6 separate regions of the Mus musculus genome follow, and all the other regions are linked to region 1. Evidence: chromatin contacts called from public HiChIP or PLAC-seq and promoter capture Hi-C data. All regions are on one chromosome and are shown on one strand. The core of a region is the stretch at or near the end of the contact, and the rest is flanking DNA. Distances in the headings are between cores, read along the strand shown.

The links. Promoter capture Hi-C pulls out the DNA fragments that hold promoters and counts their contacts. HiChIP or PLAC-seq counts read pairs in DNA pulled down with a chosen protein or histone mark.
Region 2: a promoter capture Hi-C map of pre-B cells shows a contact between it and region 1. The contact joins the promoter of Twf2 here to the promoter of Aste1 in region 1. A contact is called at or near these places in 2 of 39 promoter capture datasets (cranial neural crest and pre-B cells) and 1 of 484 Hi-C or Micro-C datasets (pre-B cells).
Region 3: a promoter capture Hi-C map of second pharyngeal arch cranial neural crest shows a contact between it and region 1, with 4 times the contacts expected there. The contact joins the promoter of Col6a5 here to the promoter of Aste1 in region 1. A contact is called at or near these places in 8 of 39 promoter capture datasets (the 3T3-L1 cell line, the C10 cell line, embryonic stem cells and 4 more), 1 of 484 Hi-C or Micro-C datasets (embryonic stem cells), 6 of 115 datasets of contacts at active chromatin or transcription factors (embryonic forebrain, embryonic stem cells, large pre-B cells and 3 more) and 3 of 9 other capture datasets (adipose tissue, embryonic stem cells and pancreatic islet).
Region 4: a promoter capture Hi-C map of hippocampal neurons shows a contact between it and region 1, with 37 times the contacts expected there. The contact joins the enhancer-like site here to the promoter of Aste1 in region 1. A contact is called at or near these places in 16 of 39 promoter capture datasets (the 3T3-L1 cell line, 3T3-L1-derived adipocytes, the HPC-7 cell line and 10 more), 43 of 484 Hi-C or Micro-C datasets (CD4 T cells, CD8 T cells, the HPC-7 cell line and 26 more), 22 of 115 datasets of contacts at active chromatin or transcription factors (the 230-238 cell line, CD8 T cells, SST interneurons and 17 more) and 3 of 9 other capture datasets (adipose tissue, liver and macrophages).
Region 5: a promoter capture Hi-C map of pre-B cells shows a contact between it and region 1. The contact joins the promoter of Poc1a here to the promoter of Aste1 in region 1. A contact is called at or near these places in 5 of 39 promoter capture datasets (the C10 cell line, cranial neural crest, hippocampal neurons and 2 more), 2 of 484 Hi-C or Micro-C datasets (CD4 T cells and pre-B cells) and 1 of 9 other capture datasets (liver).
Region 6: an H3K4me3 HiChIP or PLAC-seq map of bone marrow-derived macrophages shows a contact between it and region 1, with 6 times the contacts expected there. The contact joins the enhancer-like site here to the promoter of Aste1 in region 1. A contact is called at or near these places in 9 of 39 promoter capture datasets (the C10 cell line, cranial neural crest, embryonic stem cells and 4 more), 1 of 484 Hi-C or Micro-C datasets (bone marrow-derived macrophages), 13 of 115 datasets of contacts at active chromatin or transcription factors (acute myeloid leukemia, bone marrow-derived dendritic cells, bone marrow-derived macrophages and 8 more) and 3 of 9 other capture datasets (adipose tissue, liver and macrophages).

Annotation. Positions count from the first base shown.
Region 1 is chr9:105,393,250-105,397,456 of GRCm38.p6, reverse strand. Aste1 (asteroid homolog 1) reads right to left here and starts at 2,095. Exons shown (of 5, transcript NM_025651.5): 1 at 1,792-2,095; 2 at 1-912. The coding sequence starts at 894. It overlaps Nek11 (NIMA (never in mitosis gene a)-related expressed kinase 11), which reads left to right and starts at 2,170. Exons shown (of 16, transcript NM_172461.3): 1 at 2,170-2,261.
Region 2 is chr9:106,201,167-106,205,465 of GRCm38.p6, reverse strand. Twf2 (twinfilin actin binding protein 2) reads right to left here and starts at 2,358. Exons shown (of 9, transcript NM_011876.3): 1 at 2,182-2,358. The coding sequence starts at 2,206.
Region 3 is chr9:105,959,288-105,963,334 of GRCm38.p6, reverse strand. It overlaps Col6a5 (collagen, type VI, alpha 5), which reads left to right and starts at 2,692. Exons shown (of 41, transcript NM_001167923.1): 1 at 2,692-2,789.
Region 4 is chr9:104,456,444-104,460,579 of GRCm38.p6, reverse strand. No RefSeq gene overlaps it. Among named protein-coding and RNA genes, the nearest start is that of Mir2136, 32 kb to the right of the region's middle. Within about 2 kb of position 2,774, at least 4 of the 459 cell types and tissues checked have an H3K27ac peak or open chromatin away from gene starts, as enhancers often do. A contact at or near this core is called in hippocampal neurons, where this site is marked.
Region 5 is chr9:106,278,552-106,282,844 of GRCm38.p6, reverse strand. It overlaps Poc1a (POC1 centriolar protein A), which reads right to left and starts at 1,784. Exons shown (of 11, transcript NM_027354.2): 1 at 1,389-1,784. The coding sequence starts at 1,406.
Region 6 is chr9:104,488,693-104,492,904 of GRCm38.p6, reverse strand. No RefSeq gene overlaps it. Among named protein-coding and RNA genes, the nearest start is that of Mir2136, 65 kb to the right of the region's middle. Within about 2 kb of position 2,009, at least 16 of the 459 cell types and tissues checked have an H3K27ac peak or open chromatin away from gene starts, as enhancers often do. A contact at or near this core is called in bone marrow-derived macrophages, where this site is marked.

The sequences.
Region 1 (4,207 bases), core at 846-3,345:
CTGGTACTCCTCCATGGAGCAGCAGAGAAGTTCCTTAACATTTTCTCGACTCTTCTTGGGGAGAGACTTCAGAACGTTATCTAGTGCTTCAGTGGGGTCATCGAAATGAGACAACCAGTTCAGAAGTCCCAGGACTCGGTGATATCTCCTCCCCTTAGAACTAAGGGGTAGACGTACTTTACTTATGAATGTGTCCATGATGGGCAGGTTAACATGGTCATTTCCACACAGCACCGCAAAGAGAGGTAGTAGAGCTTTGTTCATGTTGTTGAAGTAATGGCAGAATGCATTGAGGGAAAAGCTTCTGGCGGGAATGTAGTAATCTTGTGTATCTTTAATAGTGTTCAGATTTCTCCACTGGAAGCTATTCAGTGAGCAAAACCCACTTCTCAAGTCAAAAATGCAAAAGTCACTATCCGATGATAGCACAGGACAATTCCAGTGATTGGCAAGTGTCATAATGTCCCGATCTGCTTCTGAAAAGCTCTGTACGAAACATACCTCAAGCCTGATCAAAACCTGTATGAACACTTCTCGGATGAGTAAGGGGCACACATTCCCACCCCCACCAAGAGAAAGGGAACGGGCTGCTTGGATCTTCTCTTTTGCTCGATCCTTCAAAGTTGTCAGCTTTTTATCTGAAATGTCACATCCTCCATCTAATACAACATACGGACAAATATGACACACAAACAGTGATTCAAAGAATTTCTGTACAACATCTGCGAATAAATCATAGTCTCCTCCATACCTGAGCTCCAAGTCAGAATTGAAGCAAAGTCGGTGGAAGAGAGAATAGCCATCAATGATAAGTTTTGTGTTCCGCAATTTCAAATCAACGAAGAATTCATTACTATAATCTTCCACAAAGCTCATTAGTCCCCGAATACCCATGATGATCGACAGAAATCCCTGTTGAAACAAACAAAAAAAATCAATTGCTGGTCTTTTTGATGGCTATTCTTGGTTGTCAATCTGAGTATATCTAGAATCAATCAAGACCCAAACTGCAGGATACGCTGTTGAGGAACTTTGCTTGATTGGATTATTGGAGGTGGAAGACAGAACTTATATCTAGGCCACACCACCTCATGGCAGCCCATATAGAGATAAAGGAAGAAATCTGTTTTGTGAGGGTCAAGGCCAAAAGTCCTAAGCTATAAAAATGACAACCCAGCATAAGACACATAATGAGCCAATTTTTTTTTTCCTTATGGATAACTAGACCCTTGTTACAGGTCTTGAGTGTAGGGTACATTGGAGAGTAGTTTGAGCTAAGGAAAAACACAGCTTTATGCTTCTAGGATCCCAAGTATACAATTTCAACCTCAACTGGATTCTTACACCCCCTTACTAATGGCCTATCTGGCTAACAACTCATAGGATTAGTATTACTGGTTTCCCCCCTCGCCTCTGGCTTCAAATATCGCTTAGCACGATGCTATTGCCAGCCTTGCCCGTGTTTAAAATCGTGAAAGTTTTGCCAACCTTGGAATTTTTGCATTTTGATTTTTGTGGGGCTACCACATAAAAAAATGCATCCTCCTGAATTTTTTGCCTTTGGTATCAGCTTACATTATTGCACTTGATTTTTTATCTCACCTCAGATCCACCTCGGCCAACATCTCAACACTTTTTAATTCTGAATCGTCATGTCTTTCCCGGTTTGTCATGTGGTTTCTGCGAACTCACTGTAAACTAATGACTTGACCTTGAGCGAAGTAGCTCAAGGAATGCAAGCAAAGGGCAGGAAAAGGTAGGATCTAATTCCTCAACCACCAATCTTCCTACCTCAACCTGCTCCTGCCCTCCGGATCCGCCGGCTGCTTCCGCCCGACCGCCGGCTCACTTCACCAGCAGCAGCAGGTAGGATCCCGGGGAGAAACGGCAGACCCGCGGGTGCGTGGAAGACCGCGAGCGGAAACAGGAAGTGCTGCGAACGACGTCACTGGGAAGCCTGGCTCCGAGAAGCTGAGGGCTCTCCCTGGAGGAGAAAATGCTTTCGGGCCGGGTGGTGGGAACTTGGTGTGAGAGGTTGAGCCATTCCTCTCACACTTGCGGCCGCCTCCTCACCCTGCTCGCTTCGCCACGCCTCGAAGGGTCCGGCGCGCTTCCGTTGGATTGGACGCCGGAACGTCGACTTCCCAGCAGCCCCCGCGCCGTCTCCGTGGCGACGATGTTAAACAACCACGCCCTCCGAGGCAGCGAGCTCTAGGCTGACGGAGGCTTGGCCGGGCGCCGCAGGCTGGGGACCTGTAAAGGTAATGAAAGTGGATCTCTCGGGCAGCCGGGTCCCACAGCCCCTGGACCGCATTCCCCTTCGGGAGACTAAGCGCCCTGCTCCTCGATATACATTCACGCGCTCCGCGAAAAACTTAAGGTTTATTTGTTGAAGAGACAAGTTTTTTCGTTTTACCTCAGGGTTAGAGTTTACTTCTCAGGTCAGATTTAGTTAGCAGAACCTCAGGTCAAAACAGCTTCCTAGTTTTTTGGGTTTTTTGACATGGACATAAACCACTCAGTTCTTACCATCGGTAAACACTTGACTTTCTCTTTACCTGCCCCAGCGGGATGGGTACCCCAGGGATGGTTAGCACAAAGTGGGCGTCTCTCAGCTTTCTTCTAGTTCCTATTATGTTTTCTTTCCTTTACTTGTCTTTGGGTCACATTTGGTATGCTGGATCTTTCTTCGCTCTCCAAACGTTTGCTAACAACTGTATGTCAGCTGTTAGCTAGGCCCCAGGGATACAAGCATAACCTGTGTCCCTAGCACCCAAGTTCATCCTCTGCCCTAGGTTCAGATCCAGCCTGCAGTGTGTGTACATTCCATGGATACCAACTGAGATGAGGGCGACAGAGCTGATTCTGTGTGATGAGCCTGGAGAGGCTGCTCACACACTGCTGGGTTTATTACTCCATTACAAATAGAAGCTTTGGTCCTCCATCTTGAGTTCAGCTCTTTACTAAGTGGGGACTTTAATCGCCTCTCCACATTGAGAATTATTATTAGTGATCTGAAAGGCGACAGAGAGGCCATTTTTTTTTTTTGAACAGCCTAGTTTATCTAGAAATCACCACTTTTATGCCAGTCAAAGAAGCAAACAGAAGGTACCTTTTAGGACCTATTCTTTAGATTCTGCAGATTTTAGTAACGTTTCCTTGAGGAGAGGGGCATTGCTCTCACTGGGACTAGATCAAACCACAGATTAGTACATTATTTAAAGAAGACAAAATTACAAATAGGTTTTATGTTTTGCAGTTTTTTTTTTTCTGTTTGAGTGTCCTTGTAGGTTTTGTGGTAAATGTTGAGCCCACAGGTCAACACTATAACACTATTTTTTTCTCGTTGTTTTAGAATTGCTGAATATGAAAACCTAATGCCAAGGTGTACATAGTATTCAGCGTAAAGTCCTATTTTCATGTAGATTTTAAACAAAAGCACAGTTTTCAATAAAACATTCAACACTTTGATGGAATGGAGTAAGAGTGTGTTTTGTGGAATACTTTCTCATGGGACAGTTCTGCCATTCATAACATTTCATAGCTCCCTCAGGAACTGTGGCTTCACCTGTACTACACTTAGAGTCAGCTAGCTTTAAAACGCAGTCTTAGGTCTGAGGTGCATGTCCTTACTTCTAATCCAGGAGATAGCTCTGTACCCAGTGTGTACAATAGAAATGGAATCAGATCTTGCTTAAGATGGGGGGGGGGCACTGAATTGATATCCTTCCACATAGCTAGTCTAGCAAACAGACACCCCAAAACTGTGATTTAAAGTTGACATGGGCAAAAAGCAAAGGGAAGCAGAATATGCTAATCAGGGTTTAACCCCAATTTACTCTGTGCTGAGTCAAAGCAGACTGAGAGGGAGGAAAGCATCACCAGGGAGTTGGCCTATGTGTGCATTAGGGGAAGCCATGGCCCTGGGTTCGCATTGGTTTTTAAGTCGATGGGGAGTATAAATATCTAACAAAATATGAATCATAAAACAAATACACATTTCAGGAGTCAGTAAAAATGTGGCTCTAAACTATTGTGATAAAGTTGCATGTATAAGGAAGGCTCTTTTTCTATGAGAGAGTGCCTTCTGGAATTTACTGTATTTCCTTTCATCCTACAAAACACATGCACACACATACACACACACATACACACACACACACAGAGAGAGAGAGAGAGAGAAAGAGAGAGAGAGAGAGAGAGAGAG
Region 2 (4,299 bases), core at 1,109-3,608, 810 kb before region 1:
ATGAGTAGAAGCCTGAAGCTTTAAGCCTGATCTTTGGGGCCCCAGCTCCCCTTAGCTGTGTGACCCCTGACCTCTCTGAACCTGAACCTCATCTATAAAACACAGCTAATTCCCTCAAACTCAGAGGCCTGTGGTGTGTGGGAGAAAGAGCTGAGGAACTGGACTTTGCTGACATTTTTAAAAAAATCTTAAGGGAGCTGTGTTTTACTGATCCTCCTACCTGCCTAGACCTTGAGAGAGAGAGAGAGAGAGAGAGAGAGAGAGAGAGAGAGAGAGAGAGAGGCTAAGAAGCTCCCCAGAGGAAGAGGCAGACAAGCCCCTTCTACTGTTACCAGGGCATACTGAAAAGCCAGCAGGGAAAGTGACATCTCTTCCTACCCCACCCCAATGTCTCCCCAGTCACCATCAATAATCTAGAGGCCAGGCCTGGGACATCTGAGCCTCCTTCATCAAAGATTCATGCCTCCCCGCCCCCACCTTGCCCACCTCCAACTCTAGCAAGCCTCAGGTTACTGTCCCTCTTGGGCCCCACTCTGAGGTCAGCAGGCCTACACCTATGGCCTGGCCAAGGCTGGCACCTGATCCTCCATGGTGGTCTTTCTTGCCACTTCCAGCAGGCACAAAAGAAGGTGCACATCCTCATAGGCAGGAGACTGGGAGGCTCCCCTGGGCAGGCCTGTCTCACTTCATAGGGAATGAAGGGATAGGGCAGAGCCTTGGCCACAGGATCTGTAAGCAGTGTGTGTGTGTGTGTGTGTGTGTGTGTGTAAAACTTCGTAGCACCTCCTCCCTCTTGGAGATAGCAGCTCAGACCAGACAAAGAGGAAGGAAGGGGCAGGCCAGGCAGCAGTTTACCCTGACAGTTCCCCTCTTTGGGGCTGACTCAAGAAACCTGCTCCTCCATCTCTAGGAGAGGCTGGCCCACCTGTGGGTGGCCAGGCTTGATCCAGGTCCCTGCATGCTCAGGACAAACAGGATGGGGATGGGCTAGGGCAGGGAAAGTCTCTTGGCTTGTCCATCCACCAAGCAGCCACAACCGCAGGCAGGGATTCCGGCAGTCAGGCTGGTCGATGGTGGTAGCCCTGGTCAGGGAATCATGATGTGGTGGTAGGAGTGGCTGATGGCCAAACCAACAAGCTGTCTGGGCAAGCAGCCTGGCCTTCCCTACTGGCCAGGGAAGCAGCCCTTCCAGGCCCATAACAAATGGGGACAAAATACCTGGCTCCCAGCTATTGCTTCTTTCTTAAGTCTCTCCAAGGAGGAAACTGGGGCCCTGGAGGGGGGCTATGGGTGTCACGCCCTGGGCTGTAGAAGCTTCCTGTAGATGAGGGTGGAGGCAGGAGCTCCCCTATAAAGTCTGAATCCTGACCCGTTCCCCTGCTTCCAGCTTGAAGTTGGGACTTTGCAGGCCTGGCTGGAGCAGCGATAGAGAGATCACAATGGAAAAGGGAAGAAGTCAGAGGCCAAGGTCAGATGTGCAGTTCTCCCCATTCTACTTAAGAAGGAGGGCTCCATTCCAGCTTCTGTCCAACCTAGTCTGCAAGAGTCTAGGGGTCCTGAAAGGAGAAAAGGTCAGGCTACCCTCTCCACACATACACATAAGCCCATGTCAGTCATAAGACACCCATGCAAACACCCATGCTAACACACACATACTGAGATGTGCCTGAACTGTGCACACATGCAGATACCCACAGTTTCTGTGCGTGCAGCCAGGAAACACTGATGTCTGAGATGGAACCTAGAGTGTCCAAAACCAGCCACTAGTGCATGCACACGAAGAAGCCTGGACAGGCATAACCAAGTCTCATCCAGATGTGCACATACTGGACTGTATACAGAGAACATGTGTACACCCATGTACACTTTTCCAGATGTGCACATCCGGGTACACCCCACCTCCAGAAAAGAACAAAAATACCCAGACCAGTATACACAGGCACATCCGCCCCCAGTTGGGTACACAAGATACTTCCACCCTCGCTGTGTGCATCCATGTGCACCCACTCCCAGCTATGTACAACAGTCTGTTCTGCCCCAAGACGTGTCCATCCCAGGGACTCGCGGTTGCAAAAGAGAACAGGAAGCTTCCCAGGAGGGTACAAGGAAGAGAAGGATGAAGGGACCTAGCGCGGAGAACCAGCGCGGCGGAGCCCCTGTCCGCCCTCCATCCGCCCTCACCGTGGATGCCGGTCTGGTGCGCCATGGCTCAGCTTTCGGCTCGCCCGTGCCGTCGGAGTTCTCCTCTTGGTCCTGGCCCGGCTCGACTCGGCTCGCCTGGACCCAGAGCTCCGGAGGATGTGGCGACGGCACCGAGCCTCGCGCAGCTTCCCGGGCGGTGCCGCAGGACCCGCCCCCAGCGCGCCCCGCCCCCGGAGGGCGAGGCCGGCAGAGGCGGGCATTGGTGCCGCGCGTGCGCGCAGCGGGCGCCGGGGTCCGGATGGCCCAGTGCCCGGCCGCTACCACCTTCATGGCCAAGAAGGGGCCCCAAGGGATTGTGTGGGTGGTCCCTTGTAGGCCAGGATCCTGGAGGTCTGTGGGCGGATCCGCACTTGGGCGTGGGAGGGGCTGTGAGCTTGCCGCGGAGGAGGTTTGAGAGTGAGGGCCGATCCAGGCGTACCCGTTTGTGATGGTGAGGTGATCTCAGTGTAGGTGGGCACGCGCTCGTGTGTGGTCGTGAGTGTGAGTGTGTGTGTGTGTATGTGTGTGTGTGTGTGTGTGTGTGTGTGTGTGTGTGTGTGTGTGTGTGTGTGTGTGTGTGTGTGTGTACTGATTTCCTACCAGTCATCAGGTGCACGGTGTCTGGAGCCCAACGCTGAGAAAGTGAATGGCCATAGGAGGAAATGAATTTTGGAAGGAATACGGTAGGAGAGACCGAGGTGACCTAACAAGGCTGAGGAAAGTTTTCCAAAAAGACGGTGCATGTGCTAAGTGTGACCCAGTGGTGGAAGGACTGGAAGTCAACCTGAGGAACTTCCCAATTCCTAATGACCTTGCCTCTATTCCCAGCAGCCTTTCCTACTGCTCTTACAGACTAACGGCCGAATAGCAGCTAGTACTCTTTAACCTCAGAAACATCTCTCCACCCTGGACCTTGTTATTAAAAAATAGATAAACGGGACTGGACAGATGGCTCAGTGGTCAAGAGCATTAGCTGCTTTTGCATAGGACTCAAGTTTGGTTCCCAGCACCCACATGACACAACTGTTCCTTCTTCTGGCCTCCTGGGATTAGACACGGACATTGTGCACATAGATACATGCGGGCCAAACACCCAGACACACACCAAAATTTTTTTTTTACTGAAATAAATAAAAACTTTAAAAAATAGATAACTTAATGAGAGATGGCTCAGTCAGTAAAGTGCTGAGTTAGCATATAATTTCAGATTCCCGGCAACAGAATGAAGACACTTGGCTTTCCCCTTGGACTGTGCAGGGAGGCTGGGGACCTTGGGAGAGGGAGTTTGAGGAGACAGGCCAATACCTATTGGGGCTTATTTGCTTATTAGTCAGCCAACCCAGCCAAATGGAGAGAGAGAGAGAGAGAGAGAGAGAGAGAGAGAGAGAGAGAGAGAGAGAGAGAGAGAGAGAGAGAGAGAGAGAGAAAGCGCAATAGAGGCTGACTGGCTGGCATCCACCTCTGGTTTCCACATTGTACTCTAACATACACAGTGTATGTATATACTACACACACACACCCCAAATCTGTGAGAGAACTCAAGTTCAAATGGCATCCTTGGGCTGGCTCAGCTGATAGATCATTCTAACCTGCGTGACATGTGTGAAGTACTAGGTTTGATCCTTAGCACTACATAAATCAGGTATGTTGGCAAATAACTATAATCCAGAACTAAGGAAGCAAAGGCCTTCAAGGCCATCCTGGTCTACATGGTTAGATTTTTGTCTCATAAGTAAATAGGAAGGAAGAAAGAAAGAAAGAAAGGGGGGGGTGTTTCAGGATTAGCCTGGGCTAAGGAAGGAAGGAAGAAAGAAAGAAAGAAGGAAGGGAGAGAGAGAGAGAGAGAGAGAGAGAGAGAGAGAGAGAGAGAGAGAGAGAGAGAGAGGGAGGTGGGGGTTTCAGGATTAGCCTGGGCTACATAGTGAGTTCCTGGCCAGCCTGGACTACATGGGACTTTGTCAACAAATGAAGAGGTTAAAAAAAGGGGGCTGTCAAGATGGCTCAGTGGTTAAGAGCACCGACTGCTCTTCTGAAGGTCCTGAGTTCAAATCCCAGCAACCACATGGTGGCTCACAACCATCTGTAATGAGATCTGATGCCCTCTTCTGGAATATCTGA
Region 3 (4,047 bases), core at 1,443-3,942, 570 kb before region 1:
GAGTTCATGGCATGTTGGATTTGGGTTGCTGGAAATGGGGAGATAACGGAGTTGAAGCAAATCTTTTGGGTAAGCTGGTCACTATTGCCTAGCCAGCTGTTTTGGTAAGCTGGTCACTATTGATAAGCCGGCTGTTTTTGTTAGCTACAGCCTTGTCTTTCAGGAGCAAGCATTTCCTGGGGGAAGCGGCTAAGTCACCTATACTTGTTTTCAGTGTGCCTTAAGCATAGAGAGAAGAGAGCAAATTATATTCTAATAGTATTTAATAATAAGAGGAGAGTGGGTTGGCTTCAGTTATGATTAAACATTTGTTATTCATGTTAAAAGTGTGTGTGTATGAGTTTATGTGTATTAGGGCGGGAAGTCGAAGGATAATCTGGGGCTTGGCTTTCCTGCCACCATGTTTGACTCTGGGTTCTTTCCCCTTCACCGGAGCCTTTGCCATGGTCGCTGGCCTTCGAGGCTTTGGAGGTTCTCCTGCGTTTACCTCCCTCCCACCTCTCACCAGGTTTGCTGAGATTAAAGACACCTGCAGCCTGCTTCCTCCTGGGTTCTGGGGATCGGAGCTCAGGTGGTCAGCTTTCTACGGCAGACACTTTACAGATGGAGCCATATTCCTGCCCGTTATTAATCCATCTAATTTATCACAGGCGTGACCAAGTGACACCGAGAAAGCATTTCCTGATCTTTTTGCTTTCTTTTAAGAGTTCTGATTGCGTCATAGAGAAAGTCATACTCCACTCAAGCCATCTGCATGCAAAATCATCTTGCATATTCCTGATAACGCGGATTTTAAACGGCACCAATGTTTCCCAGTGGGGGCCGAGGAGCACAGAGCAGAGTTTGGTATCTACCACTGTGCTGTAGTTCTCCATTTAAAGCGTTTGCAGAAGACAGGCACTATGCAGGCTGGGTTAACGCACAGCAAGTGTAAGTAATGATAACGTCTGGGAAAAACGTAAAAGCCTTTTTATACTTGAAGAATCTGGCTTTCTCTCTCTTTCTTTAACACCTCCTTCTTTTCCAGAGAAAAGACAATGTGCAACCCCATTTAGCAAAGTAATTTAGCTTTGCCAGAGTCCCTCCTCTTTGCTAGGAATCTCGACTTTGTGACTTTGTGTTCTCCCTGCCTGGATGCGCTCGTTCGCTGAGTTCCAGATCCCACTGTTTGGGTCTGAATTCAGCTAATGTATGTTTAGGAGAATGAATACAATCCTCAAGATAGGATGTGTTTACATTACAGTTTCTTCAGGGGAACTTTGTTTCAGTTTTAGAAGAAGAAGAAGAAGAAGAAGAAAAAAGGAAACAGGAAATGTTGATTTCTCCAGAAAAGGCAACAGATCCCCAAAGACACTTGATTTCATACGGTGATTGTAAAACTTAAATCATAATTGTATCGCTTGTGTTGCAAATAAATCTCCCGTAATAATACTTCCTAGAGACTTTTCTGGCTCAGGTGGGCGTCTTTTCTTGCTTAAGTAACTCTGCTTGAGAAGGGGATCCCAGTGAGCAAATCTTTGCTCCCTGGGAACTCACAACAGCCCGAGCTTCCCTTTGGACCCGTGAGGGTGAGTTAGAAGTTGATTTTCCCCTCCAGCTCTGGCTTGCCAATATTCTTGCCCCCAGGTGTCACTCTGTGCTTGCTGTGTGGTCAACAACTGCTAAAGCCTGGACAGATCTGAGAGTCCTCTGGAGAGCAAGCTGTGACACTCACATTCAGGAACCCGGGACACCCTGCGCAGATCACTTGGAACTCTGTAGTGAGTGGGTTCAGAGCAGAAGGGATACATTCTTTGGGGACAAACCATTTTACTCGCACACAATAAATTTTTCTTATTAATGAAAAGCAAAACGGGTATTGGTTTACAGAATTTTGTGTTCTCTCTGTAAAAAAGGAAACGACACAAGAAAAAAAAAATCTTAGTCATCCGGTTTCCAATCTCATTTCCCTTCCCCACCTCATTCTTTGTGGGGACACACATGGAAACTTTCTAACATCAGAAGCAATGGCAATATTGGGGCAGGGGTGGGGGTGAGTGTTCTGGAGGTGTTTGCTCAGCAAGGGAGAGCCCTAGTCTCTCGGGATAGGCTTTAATCATTGCAAATATCTCCAGCAGGTGTCTGATATTGATGTGTGGTGAGGTGAAATCTCAAGCACCATACATGTCCAGGAAAGACAAACAAAAGCCCAATGTTAACACTAAGTAAGGATAGCCGTGCTTTCAGACCTGCTAAGCACACCTTTGCTCCTGCCACCCTTCGCCCCCTTCTCCTTACAGAAATCCCAGGATAAAACCTGCGGCTGCTCCGGAGGTTAGCTTTTTCTCTTTATCCTGCTCTCCGTAGGGCATGGCCCTCCTAGGAGATTTTCTCTGGTTTCCTTCTAACTAGCTGGGAGGAACTGCAGAGCACGGAGCCATAAAGTGACTCCTCAGCCCCAGTAGCCACAGTGACCTCTCAGCCAGCTGAGATGGTCGTGGATTTCTGAGAAACTCTGCCTTGCCAAGTTCATGCGGCTTCCCTAAGACCGGTACAGTGGGCCAAGCCAAAAGACAGCTGGAGGCCTCTGACCGCTGGAGTTGAAGTTTGCCAAGCTTTAGAGAGTCCCTGGGGGGAAGCCCGGCCAAGGGCGCAGGGCGGGAGTCAGCGCTGACTTAAAAGAGCTGCTGGTGCTTGGTCAGCACCTGCCCCGGAGCAGCAGGAACCCAGCAGCGAGGTGCATGCTCCAAGGGGACACAGGGCTGCACTGCGGGCTGCCCCAGGATCCTCGGGGACCCCAGGAAGTCTTGGTAAGTGTGGGGTGCAGGGCTCCCAGCCTGAGATTCAGGGTGTAAGGAGACTCTCTTCCTCTGCCGATTTTGCTTGGGTTCCAGAATCGAGGCTCGGAGAATATTGTCACTAGAGGAAACTGAGGTCCCTAGAGCAGCAGTTCTCAACCTGTGGATTGTGACCCTCCTCCCACCTCCGGGTGGTGTCCAATGACCCTTTCACAGGGGCCGCTTATCAGATATCCTGCATATCAGTTATTAAAAAAAATTACACTTATGAAGTAGCAAGGAAAATCGTTTTATGGTGGAGGGGGGCATCACAACATGAGGGACTGTATTAAAGGGTCTCAGTGTTAGGAAGGTTGAGAACCACTGCCCTAGAGGCTGACTCTTAGAATGGAAGAGGACCTCAATGCAGTGTGGTTTCCAGGTTTTTAGAAGCATCTTGGAAATGTTTGCTCGGTGGGAGTGCGGTTGGGGGCTCTCCAACCTAGACCCGCTGAATGTGTATCTGAGGGTCTGCGGACCAGGACGGTGTGTGCCGGACTGCTCTATCATTCAGTCAGCCTGTTGATGTCTAAGGCTCATGTAGAGAGCCCTCATAGAGAGCAGTGGGTGTACTGTGGGTGGATTCCACACTGATCTGATAAACTGTACCGTGGGAATTGGTGTCTGGCCTCAAACTCTGAACTGCCCTGTGAGATTTCCTCAAAGCAGCACCCAGAGCTTCTACAAACACTGCTAAGTTTCTAGTGTGTATGGAACTCCAGCGAAGATCCTGAGCCAGTTAGCTGCTCTCAGAATCTCCACTTTGAGGCCCGCTTCAGCTTCAGTGGTGGAAGCCTGTTAATTAGGTGCAGGGTTTCCTAGCCCACGTGGATGTTGGTTTTCAGGGCTCAGCTGCCCTTCAGAAGTTAATTTTCATTGTTGCTGATGTTGTCTATCTAGCCTGATTGGTTAGAAATTTTGGAAGAGATGTAGTTTATGAATTCTGAACAGAATCTCTAAGAAAAACCCACAGTTGCAAAATATACTATTTTTACGTATATACTTTGGTTTATAGTTTACAAGTAGAATAAATAGGTACACTATTAGTTCCTAATGTGTGTGTGTGTGTGTATGTCCACACGTGTCACTGGTGTGTACATTCAGAGGTCAGAGGACAAGTTGTGGGATTTAATTCTCTCTTTCCACTAAGTAGTCTCTGGGGATTGAACACATATCTTCAGACTTGGCAGCAAGCCATTTTACTAGCTGAGACCTCTTAGTGGTCCCTAGG
Region 4 (4,136 bases), core at 1,525-4,024, 940 kb after region 1:
TTGGATAAGGCCCCCAGTGAGCCAATCCCTGCCTGCCTGTTTATCCTCATCCTCTAATCTCCCTTTCACTGATTCAAACAAAAAGGTCCTCTCCTGGGTCCCTAGAATATGCCACCTTATTTCTGCAACAGGAATTAAGGCAGGAACTGTTCCTGCCTTGTAAATGTCATATAAGTACATGAACATGTCTGTGTTCCAACAAAGCTTTATTTACAAAAGCAGATCATCAACTGAACTGGACTTAGGACCCATGGTTTTCCAACCTGTTATCTAGATGAGCACATAAGGACTATTCAGTAAATATTTATTGAGTGCATAAACACACACACACACACACACACACACACACAAATGACAACATAGGATCTACCCTGAACAATACATGGAGAGGAAACTCTAAATTAAATGGAAAGAGGGGGAAGCAAATACTATCAGGATGTCTCTTATACACACCTAGCAATAGATGATTATTAGCAGAGAATTATTGTCTCTTTAAAACAACTAAATGTTAGTGTTTCAGTTCCTCTGAAAATTATCAAAGACCAGAGAACGTGCTTTGTGGTAAAATCAGATGGCTCAGCTAGATCCTGTAGCATCAGAATATTCTTGAGAGCCAAATTAAAGACTCGTTTCTATGCTTAGACCAGACAGGGCCTGAATATAGAAAGGGTGTCGTGTTTCATCTCAGGAGAATCAAATGATGCACAGTAACAGCAGCATTTAAGGCTCATTAAGAGAAAGCTCTTGCCTCCTGACCTCCTAAGCTCTGAATGGAGACATGCCACTGTATCCTCTTTTAAGAGTTAATCTAGTTGGGTCACCTGGCCAAGAGAAATGTGCTCCTCAGAAAGCTGGGTCCACCTTATTCAATACTAAAGAGGTAACAATAATTACCCCTTTGATTAGATAATATGTTTTTCTTTCCCAGAATTCTTCCCCTCACACAGCCTTTGTCTTGGGATTTTATTGCTCTGAAGAGACACCAGGACCACAGCAACCCTCATAAAGGAAGACATTTCCTTGGCACTGGCTTACAGTTTCAGAGGTTTAGTTCATTACTGTCATGGTGGGAAGCATGGTGGCACACAGGCAGACACGGTGCTGGAGAGATCACTAAGAGATCTCCATCTGGATCCATAGGCAACAAGAAGAGACAGTGAGAACCTGAGCTCCTTAGACCCCTTAAACACACCCCTAGTGACACACTTCCTCCAACAAGACCACACCTATTCTGACAAGGCTATGCCTCCTAGTGCTGCTCCCTAAGGGCCTATGGAAACCATTTTTATTCAAACCACCACAGTCCCTATGAGCCACATGAGGTTCTGGATCTTCTGGCTTTTCTCTTTTCTTTTGGATGCTGGCCAGAGTCTAAACATGCTTTCTCTGGTCATTCTGGCTTCCATAGCTTGCTTTCTGAAGCTTCCCCACCTCCCCACCATCTAACTGCCAGTCTGACAGTCACCTCCATGCCAGCTTAGTTCAAATGGCAAGGCTTCCACGCCCGCTCTTCTCCATTTCCTTCCTCCTCCTGTCAGCAGCTGAGATGTACAGCTAGAGTTTCTAATGAAATCATTCTTGGACTTCCTTTTGAACCTATTCCTAAATTTTCCTATTAAAGAGACTTAGAACCCCCCCCCCAAAAAAAGGGACTCCAATCTCCCCTTTAACAGATGCAACTTTGATGAGACTCCCAAAACTTTCTGATAACACACTATTTCCAGAAGACTTTGGGGACTTGCCCAGTGTCGATGCTTTCTTCTGATTTTATCCCCTCAATTAAATTCTGAGTATCCCCCACCCATTTATCCTTTATAATTAAAAAAAAAACTGTGTTTAGAACATGATAATATATTATGAACCTTTACCTGAAAAAGATGGGATTACATAACTACTGAAAAAACTTGTAGATACAACAGGAGATTTGGGTTTAAGCAAAAGAACTTGTGGTTTAAACGTAACAAAGCCCAAAGTTCTGGATAGGGAGCAAGATAAAGAATCCCCAAGGGTAACTCTCCACCCTTGCCCACCTAAGAGTAATAACATTCACAGGAGTCCCCTCTATAATCCATAGAAACAGCTGGCTGAGTTACCCTATCAGCTCACTGAGAGAAGAAATCAGGATGTTTCTCCAGGAACACCATTGCATACATACTACCTATTGAGACTGAATGAAACTCTGAACTTCAGGCACCTCAAGGGTTAAGAAGGTCTTAATTGCCACCTCACTACAATTTCTGGGGGAAAACATTTTAAGGCATAGGGGACTTTTGAGTTCAAAGCAAATGATTTCAATAAAAATCTCTTGGGAGCCCATTGTATACAGTAGCTGGGAAAGGTTACACATCCTTCTCTAAATGGGCGTTTGGTTCCTCTTAGGACTATGAAAGATTTGGGAGTTACAGAGAGAGAGAGAGAGAGAGAGAGAGAGAGAGAGAGAGAGAGAGAGAGAGAGAGAGAGAGAGAGAGAGAGAGAGAGGCAGACAGACAGAGAGACACGGTGTCAGATAGATAGACAGGCAACTTTCCCTTCTGCTTTTCAAATTATGATTTGGGGGAGGGACAGTAAGGGGTACAAATGTTTCTGTTACAAAGCCCTACTACTTCTGGACTACTTCAAAGACTACTTCTGGAAGTTTCTGAGTCCAAACCAAATCCCATTTGAGTAATTCTGTCAAAGCTCAAGTCGTCTTTTTGACAAAGTTGATGGTGAGCACCATCTACTGGGCATTACCCAAAGTCTGCTTTAGGGATGTTTCCATGAAGGTTGGGGGAAAAAATCGGGATCCCTGTTACGCAATGGTCCTTTGGCATATTTAAGCAATATCCGGGACATCTGGCAGCTCTTGTGCTCATCCAGAAGTTCTTTCTTAGTTCTTCATATAGAGTTAAAGGTTTTTGAGAAATTAGATGGAGAATGAAGGCCCCAAGAACAGCTTTATTAAGCAGCTATAATTCAGGGGTAGACATCTTGCAGGCTGAGGAGTTTCTGCGCATCCTATCCCACTCTTCTTGTTTTCAACTGGCTGGAAAGGAAGGTCCAATCCCTAAGGGACAATTCTCAAAAAACTGCAACCCCAGAATCCTCATTCTTTGTTCTGTAAAATAGACTGATATTTTTTCCTAAAATATGTCCCTGCATTCGTTTCTTTTCTAGGGACAAAACGTGTGCATGCGTGTGTGTGAGAGAGACAGGGACAGAGAGAAACTAAAGTAGCTGGTTTTTAAACTCTTAATTCTGGTTGTAGCCTCGGGCTGAAAATGCCACACTTCTATGAGGTAAACAAAATGTCTGTCTCTGGGCTTTTCTTCCCTCAGTTAAGCAGATCCTGCCTGTGAGGTGTGGAGGATTTCACACAGTCACTGCTGTTTTCCTCATGAATCCTTTATGATGCTACTTAGTCTCTGGGGTGCGCTCTAAAGTCAAAAGAAAATCTGACTCACACTGAAAAGTTTTCAAATGAAACAATAGGGACAGAAGTATCCTATGTAGGGAGGAGGGAGGAGGGGAAAGGGAGGAGGGAGAAGAGAGAAGGGTGGGTGGGAGGAGGAAGAAGGAATTTTTTTATTTTTTAATTAGATATTTCCTTTATTTACATTTCAATTGCTATCCACTTTCATAGTTTCCTCTCTGAAAATCCCCTATCTCCTACTTCCCCCTGATCCTCAACCCACCCACTCCTGCTTCCTGGCTCTGGCATTCCCCTATACTGAGGCATAGGATCTTTGCAAGACCAAGGGCCTCTCCTCTCATTAATGGCTCGGGAATTTTTGCTAAGAGTAGGCCAGCAATATAGTGCAAAAGGCCTGCTTGAACACCTTGCCCATTTCCTAGAGGGACAACTTTGAACAGATCTAAATCTTAGAACCTTTCTTTTTCTGAAAAAAAAATGGGATAGTATCACCTCATCAAATGATATTTAAGTTACAAGATGGGGCAACCCACCCATCTCAAAAAATGTAACTCAGAGTTGCTCCTATCTAAAGGAAATGTAGAGACAAAAACTGGAGCAGAGACTAAAGGGAAGGCTACCCAGAGACCTCTCTACCTAGGAATCCATCCCATCTGCAGACGCCAAACCTAGACACTATTGCTGATGCCAAGAAGTACTTACTGACAGGAGCCTGGTATAGCT
Region 5 (4,293 bases), core at 535-3,034, 890 kb before region 1:
AAAAAAAAAAAAAAAAAAGCAAGGTCAAATGGTTATAACGAGATAACAGGTCCTCCCTGGAACTAAGACTCTTCCTATAACCAGGAGACGTTAAAAGCACTCAAATCATGATCTCGTATGTTGAAAATTCTAAGGAATCCACTATAAACTGCTAGGACAAATGAGTACAGCAAGGAAGGGTTCACGATCAGCAAACACACAACCACACAAACGATCAGACGAATCAATAAATCCACAACAAACAGATCAAATATGGGCCCAGTGTGGGGAACAAACACCTTTAATCCCAGCACTTGGGAGGCAGAGGCAGGTGGAACTGTGAGTTCAAGGCCAGCCTGGTCCACACAGTAAATTCCAAGAGAGCCAAGACCATAGTAAGTTATCTCCCTCCACCTCAAACACCAAAAATTAAAAACAAAACAAGCAAACAACAACAACAAAAAAAACAAAACGACAAAACACACACACACACACACAACCAAACCACCTGAAGAGCTCCAAGGAACCCAGCTTGGGAAAGGATATTTCTATGATACAGCGAAGCCATTGCTATTCCACAAAGCTCTACCCCAAACAAAGGTGAGGCCCAGTGCCCAGCTCCACCCCCAAGCACACCTGCAGGTTCACGCCTTTTAACAGATGGCCTGGTAGTTCAGGGGTAAGAATCAACTAAGGAGCAAGGGCTCATTCCCTCTCCTGTCCTCACCAGAGCCTCTCAGAAACACAAGGGTGAGGAAGTGTCCATCCTAGGCTCAGTGGGCAGAAGCAGATTCAGGTCTGACTCCATCAGTGACACCCCTTCCCAATGCCTTCTTCCCTGAACAGTTTCCCCTAAAATCTGCGTGGAGCTAAATGTAAACAGAATATCAAATCGGCACTCAAAAGTCTGGTTTCTATTTCTACCCAAGTCTTCTCAGGTGCATCAGGTACCACCTGGCCCTGTGGAAGCAAATTCTTATTTAAAGGACCAATTTGAAGTCCTTTTCTGGAGTGGGGGGAGGGGTCAGAATCGAGCCCTGGACACACTGCAGGCTTCCGCTATCCCAGGCATCCCGATGGCCTACTGCTTCTACTTGTTGGAAAAGGATGTCACCTCCAAAAAAGACCTGTTGCTCACAAGAGGCCAAGCTTACGAGGCTCGCCCCAGGCCACGACAAGGGTCGGGCCTTGATGGTGTCTTCCTCAATACGCCGTACATTCCAGAGGCAGAGACTTATTTCTTCGTCCTGGTGGTCTAACATCTAGCCTGGCACCTGGGGTGCTAAGTCAATGCCCGGATCCACCCCGTAACCTTGGATGAGGAGGTCACCCTAGAACCCCGCGTCACCATCCGCCTCTCTCGCGGCCATTGTTCCAACCAGTCAGGTGCTCACTATCCAGGGACTTACCTGGCTGGGAGCAGCCATAGCGGGGCTAGCGGGCTGGTAGGACCAGCTGTGCCCCAAGTGCCAGAGATAGCTGGGTCGGCAGTTGTGCCAGTTCAGTTTCCGCGCCCCCAATCGCCACCAATAGCAACGCCGGTGGCGTCGCCGCGTCCCGCCCACCGCAATTAAAGGAGAAGCGCCCTAGGTTTTTGTCCGCCGACCGGAAGTCGGGTCGTTCGATAGGCGTCAAGCTCTTGTCCTCCCGCTCTTCCAGATGAGGTGACCCGCCGAGCAGCCAAAAGCCTCAGTTCGCTGTCACACTTTCCTCCTAAGAACTTAAAAAAAAAAATCTTAGATGAAGGTTTCGGCCCTTCAGCTCTAGCTCAGGTAACGGAGCGCGCAGCCATCGGGGAAATGAAGTTCTACATAGCACTTATACCCCACAGTCTTAATAAAGGTAGAACTACATTTACCGAGATGCTCCGGGGCGGGCGGAGTTTTACCATTATGAGTGACAGGCTTAAGTATCCCGGAAGGAGGATACTGACTGGCCTTGCTCTTGGCTTAAAACGTCCGATCAAGGCGCCATGGAGAACCAGGTTATTAGCGCCTTGGGACCCCAGAATGGTTCGTTCCTGCGAATACTCCTAAGTGTCTATTTAAAAAAAAAAAAAATGGAGTCATTCAAGAGTCAGAACCATGGTGCAGAAAGACATATGTTCAATTCTTAATTCTCTACTGGGTGACCTCAGGAAAAATGCGTCTACTCCGAGGGCCTGCCTCCGCGTTTGTCTTAAGAGGGGATGTGACTGCGGCCCGTCTTGCTCGGAACTCTTTAGCCTTAAGAAGGCTTTGGGTCGTAGCCTGACCTTAGCTCCAAAAAAAAAAAAAAGGTGAAAGAAGCAATCGTCGGGCGGAACCACCAGAGGCCGTCCTTTTCCACCTTCTGCAATGAAAGCAGCCGAAGCCCAGAGTGACCTGTGCATCTGACCTGAACTGGATGTTTTGTAAGATTCAAGAACCTTCCATCCATCATCTCTCCTGGGCCGGCCAACTTGTCCATACTCAAAACACTAATTAGGATCTGGCTGTGTCCTGAGGTTTCTTACCACATGCCTAGGCTTGAAACTGTGTCCCTAAATCTGCAGGGACAGTAAACTCAGAAACTGGCGTGTGGGGGAGTGTATTTGGACCTAAAAGAATGATTCATTGGTTCAGAGTGTATATGGTTCTCCCAGAGGACGAAAGTTCTATTCCCAGCTCCCATGTCAGATGGTTTACAACTGCCTGGAACTCCAGTTCTGAGGCAGTTCAACACCTCTTGTCTCCTGAGGCACACACACACACACCATTAAAAATAATTCTTTTAGTGTTTTGATGAGAGATACAGGATCTATATCTGATCCTATTTTAACTATGTTGGCATAGAATTGGTACCTTGACATTAGAAATGTTTAAGCTAATTTAACATAGGCAAGGTGAAAGTCTCAAGACAAAAATAGGTGCTCACAAATTCCCAGCCTTCCCATAAACAGTTTTCAGTTTTTCTCTTGTCAATAAGTGTGTCACGAGCACCCCATGCCAGAAACATGATGGTCACGTTTGTATATTCCTACAATGTCAAAATGAATTGCCTCTCAGGAAATTCCCAAGCTGTAGCAGTTTGCTGCTTTTCCAGATAAGGTCTCTCTATGTGGTCCTAGCGTTCCTTCCTCTGGCAGCCACAGACTTTTTATTTTTACTTTTTTAGGAATGTCATATGTAGGAATGTTTTGCCTACCTGTATGTATATGTACCATACTTATGTCTGATGTCTTATGAAGACGCCGGATCCCCTGGAACTGGCGTTGCAAACAGTTGTGAGCTGTCACGTGGGTGCTGGGTCTGAAACCCAGTCCCAAGTAACCTTAAACCAGCCCCACTAATCTTTTTCTGTTGCCTTGCTTTTTTTCTTTTCTTTCTTTTTTTTAAGAATATTGTGGGGTAGCCACCAGAGGAGACTGCTAAGACACGGATTTAAGCCAATAAAAAGTCTTTATTAGCCAGCCAGCAACTACACTGGGTGTTGTTCAAGATCCCATTGTAGCCGCAAGGCTTTCTCAGGGTGAGCTTTTAAGCATAAAATGTTCTGGGGGACTGGAGAGATGGCTCAGTGGTTAAGAGCACTGACTGCTCTTCCGGAGGTCCTGAGTTCAAATCCCAGCGACCACATGGTGTGTCACAACCATCTGTAACAAGACCTGATTCCCTCTTCTGGTGTCTGAAGACAGCTACAGTATATACATATAATACATAAATACATATAATAAATAAAATAAATCTTTTAAAAAAAAACATGTTCTAGATTGACATACTTAACATGAACAATTAGTCAGAAGAGAAACCACAGAAGTCCAAAAGCAAGGTTAGTACATTTAGAGAGTTTCCCATATCTCTGGACTTTGACGAATTAGGTAATTGTTTTAGTTTTGGCAGGCGGTGCTATCCATGTGCTGAGTTTTACAGCCTGAATGGTATTTCGGCAGTTGTGGGGTTTCATGTAGGCTGGCCTTCAGATCACTGCATTAGCCGAAGAAAGCTTTGAACTTCAGATGATCCTGCCTCCGTTCTGGAAATACAGGCTTATACCATCTTGTTTGGTTTACACAGTGGTGGGGATTTATGCATGCTAGGCAAAGCAAGGTCCCATCTGATCTATAACTCTAGTTACATGATTCCAATCTTAATTGCTAACATTGTTTCCAGATCTCTTACCTTTACATAATAAGGTACATGGAAATATGTGTATATAGGAATGTATGCATACGCAATGTATTGTTTTTAAGGATTTATTTTATTTATATCAGTGCACCGTCTCTGTCTTTGGACACACCAGAAGAGGGCATCAGATCCCATTACAGATGGTTGTGAGCCACCATGTGGTTGCTGG
Region 6 (4,212 bases), core at 760-3,259, 900 kb after region 1:
AGGAAAAGTGGAAAGCTAAATCTCAGCTTCAAACTGTGGATTTTGCCTGGAAATAGAGAGAATAGACTAAATGTGCACAGGGCATGGCTAAATCTCCAAAAGTTAATGCTGAGTGAGTAAAACAAAAATCATAATGAAGGCTATAGTGTTTCATCATATACACACATATGCGCGCTCGCACATGCGCACACGCACACACACACCACATGGACACGGACACACAGACTCATGGACACAGACACACAATTTACTATATTTTCCAGGGATGTATATGTACGCAGAGATATGAGATAGATGAGAGGGGACTGCTCTTCCCTAGTGCATCAAGTCAAGAGTCAGGGATTGTTAGAATGTTATTAAAAGCTGTGAAATCACTGTCAATGCTAATATCATCTTTATTCCAAGCACCCCTTTTAATGCTTATTTTCCCTTTAAATAAGCTAAGATGTTGCAGCAGGTAGCCTGACTCCCTATTGGAAACCTAACTGTAAGGTCCTTCTCCAGTACTCTGTCTGCCCAAATAAAGGATTATCAGCCAAGCAGCCCACACTGGGCAGCTTTCATTGCCTGCAGCAGATGCTTTGAGCACGCCAGAGGCACCTTGAGAAAGCTACGTGATAACCACTGCTGCCGTGGATTGAAGATCCTCGTGCCCATGGCCTGTCTGATAACTGTGATGCTACCAGATGATGTTTGCAGCATCTGGCTGGTGCCTCTGTGACATTAAACAGGAACAATATACCTTGCAAGATGTTGATGGGAGACCAAAACAAGAACAATATACACTGCAGGTTAAGGGTTCTGTTTGCAGCTAGGACAGTTAAGGATAAGTTCCTGTGTGTCCTATTTTAAGTCTTTGCAAGTCAAAGTTTCTATTTGTAATTAACCATGATACAAACCACAGACCCATAGTAACAAGGGGTGGGGGGGATGGCCTAAGGGGAGGCAGAGCTCTTAAATCTTGAACCTTCTCAGTAATGAGAAGGGGAAACAAATTAGAGATCAGGGGTATGTAGAAGAGAGGGACTGGGTGGAGAGAGGGGATGGATGGGACCAAGAGGGATGACTTGGGGGAGGAGGGAGGGAGAGAGCACTAAGAGAGACACCTTGATAAGGGGTCATCTCTGGGATGAGCTAGAAACCTAATACAATGGAAACTTCCAGGAATCTATGAGTGTGACCCTAGCTAAGACTCCTAATGGAGCCTGAACCGTTGTCCTCTTGTAACCAGGCAAGAGTTCCAACAGTGGGATTGGGACAGTAACCCAGCCACAAAACCTTAGACCCACAATTTTTTCTGCCTATAAGATGTACAGGGGTAAAGATAGAGCAGATGTTCAGGGAATAACCAACCATTGACCCAGCTTGAGAGCAGTGCCGTGAGAGGGAGCCCATCTTGACACTGTTAATGATATTTTGCTGTACTTGCAGATGGGTGCCTAGCATAAATGTCATCAGAGAGGCTTCACCCAGCAACTGATTACAGAGACCAGAGCGAAATATTAAGTGGAGCTTGGGGAATCCTGTGTAAGAGGGGGAGGAAGGATAAAAGGAACCAGAGAGGCCAAGGGCACCGCAAGAAAACCCACAGAATCAACAACTAACGTGGGCCCAGAGAAGCTCACAGACACTGAACTGCCAACCAGAGAGAATGAATGGAATGGCGCTAGGCCCTCTGCATACATGTAACAGACATGCAGCTTGGTCTTCATGAGAGTCTCCTGACAGCAGGGTCAGGCACTGTCTCTGACTATATTGCCTGCCTTTGGTTCGCTTTCCCCTAAGTGGGCTGCCCTGTCTAGCGTCTAGGAGAAGGTGTGCCTCATCTTACTGCAACTTGATGTGCTAAGGATGGCTGATATGCATGAGAGGGCTCCTCTTTTCTGAGGAGAAGGGGAGGAGGGGTGGATGAAGGGGAGATGTGAGGGGGGGACTAGGAGGAGAAGAAGGAGGCAATACTGCCATTAGGATGTAAGATAAGTAAATAATTTAAGAGGAGGAGGAAGAGGAAGTGGAGAAGTTCCTCTTTGTCCTGTGTAGGCTAAGGTTTCTGTTTGTAATTAAAGAATAAGTTCCTGTTTCTTTTTCATGAAGTCCTTGCAAATTAAGGTTTCTATTAAGAATAAGCTCTTGCTTCTTATATATGGTGTAAACTGCCTGTGACCCCATTCTCAACCTTAACCTGGCTGCTTCCTCCTTGCTGAATTTTTCTAGCAATGTATAACAGCCAACACTCACTCCTGTGAGCATCTTATCTCTCCTATAGAAGGGACTTCAAGAAGCCAGCAAGGGCTGCTCTCTCAAATGCTGACATAAAGTGAGACAGCCAGTTGGCCAGTCCTGGGTGCACCTCAAAATATAGTTTGCTTTAACTAGACAATCATAGACTTAATCTTTTCTAATGATTCTCAGATTTAATAGTCTGCTTCTACAATTCACTGGTGAGAATTATCATAGCTGCCAAGGGCCAACACCATTGAAAGTTCAAGCCTAGAGCAATCAGTCTTATACCCAAATGCCAAAAGCAGTAAGGCTCTGGCTTCTAAAGCCTAAAGCAATTGGTCTCTGGTTCTCAGCTCTATAGTTTCTGGGTCATTCAGTCCAGCTGCTAAACTGAGGGCAGGGAAGGATTCAAGGCTTTCAACACAGGGAAGTGCTACCCACAGTGTCTACCAGGTTGAGCATAAGGACCCTAGACACTGGTTGGTAACAGATATCTAATCTGTTAGAGAAGGTAACTGGGAATTGTAGAGTCATGGATTAAAAAAACAAAAGCAAAAATGAGAATAGTTCATGAAAAAAAAATAAACAAAAGTAAAAGAAGAGAAGGAGCTGCTGTGATCATGTGCATGGCCTGAGGAGGTCACGGACAAGCCAGGAATCTGGAGTCCAAGTGACTAGAGTCAGGCTTGCATGGGGTCTAAGGGGTTAATGCTTAAAAGGGATGACAGAGAACTATTGATGTAAAAATAATGACAGTCACTTTGAGTCAAGATCTCACCACCACCAAATGGGTGACCATCAGGGGTCACAGGAAGTATTGTTAGCTGAACACTCAGCCATATTTTCCTACTGTGACCCTACTGAAGAGCTCCAAGCTATACCAAGTGCCCACTGGGACCCTAGGACTATCCCCAGCTCTCAGAGGAAAAGGTGACCAGCACAAATGACTGTTCTATCACAGAAGTCCTGAACGTGCACCACAGCTTAACAGAATAAAGTACGTGGCTACGGACAGACAGGAGAAAGAAAACCTTGGCCAGTGTGAGGAGAAGGCCACGTGTCACAGGCATCTCCATCAGCCCATCGCTCTGCCTCTGCTGTCAATGGAGCTGAGCAATGAGCGGCTGTGCTGTGGATTCCAGGTTAGCCCTAGACTAGGTTGAGAAATTCCAGGAACTACCAACCAGAAAGAGACACAAATCCTCAGAAATATAATTAAAGATAATTATCTTCCTAAATCACCATCCAGACTGCAAGCTTCCTGCTTTGCTCTTAATAGCAGTCAAATAAACAAGCAGATCCATAAATCAGCAGCAGTCACGTCCACTTCCAGCAAGCGGTTAAAAAAAGAAAACCTCGACACGTGAGCAATGTTTTCTCCAACATGAGGTAAAATAGCAACGGGAGGAATTTAGTTGATGTGTGCAAATACTTGTTTGAGGATAAATCAGCTGGGGATTCAGGCTGGGGATCTCAGAGGGGGGAGGTGACAGCCACCAAGACTGATGACCTGAGTTTCATCCCCAGGATTCATGTGGTGCAAGGGAAAAACTGATTTCCAAAAATTGTCCTCTGACCTACACACTCACACACACACACACACACACAGAGACAGAGACAGAGACAGAGAGAGGGAGAGAGAGAGAGAGAGAGAGAGAGAGAGAGAGAGAGAGAGAAGTAAATGTATCAAAATGTAGAAACGGTATCAGCTGGAAGCCAACCCATAAAGTATAGAAGTTGCAGAATATTAAGAAATACAATTTAAATAATTACCAGCACCAACATTCTTATCTAAAATAAGGGTGCAGGTATTCATTTAGTTAGCATACATAGTTGTATGGCAAAAGAAAATCTAATCGCTATGGACAGAATATTCATAAGTATCACACAAGAAAGTAATACTTCCTCAGGCAAAACACACACACCACATATGCATACACTGAAAATGAGACCTGGAGTAAAGCATTGTCAAATGAAAAATATTTTAAG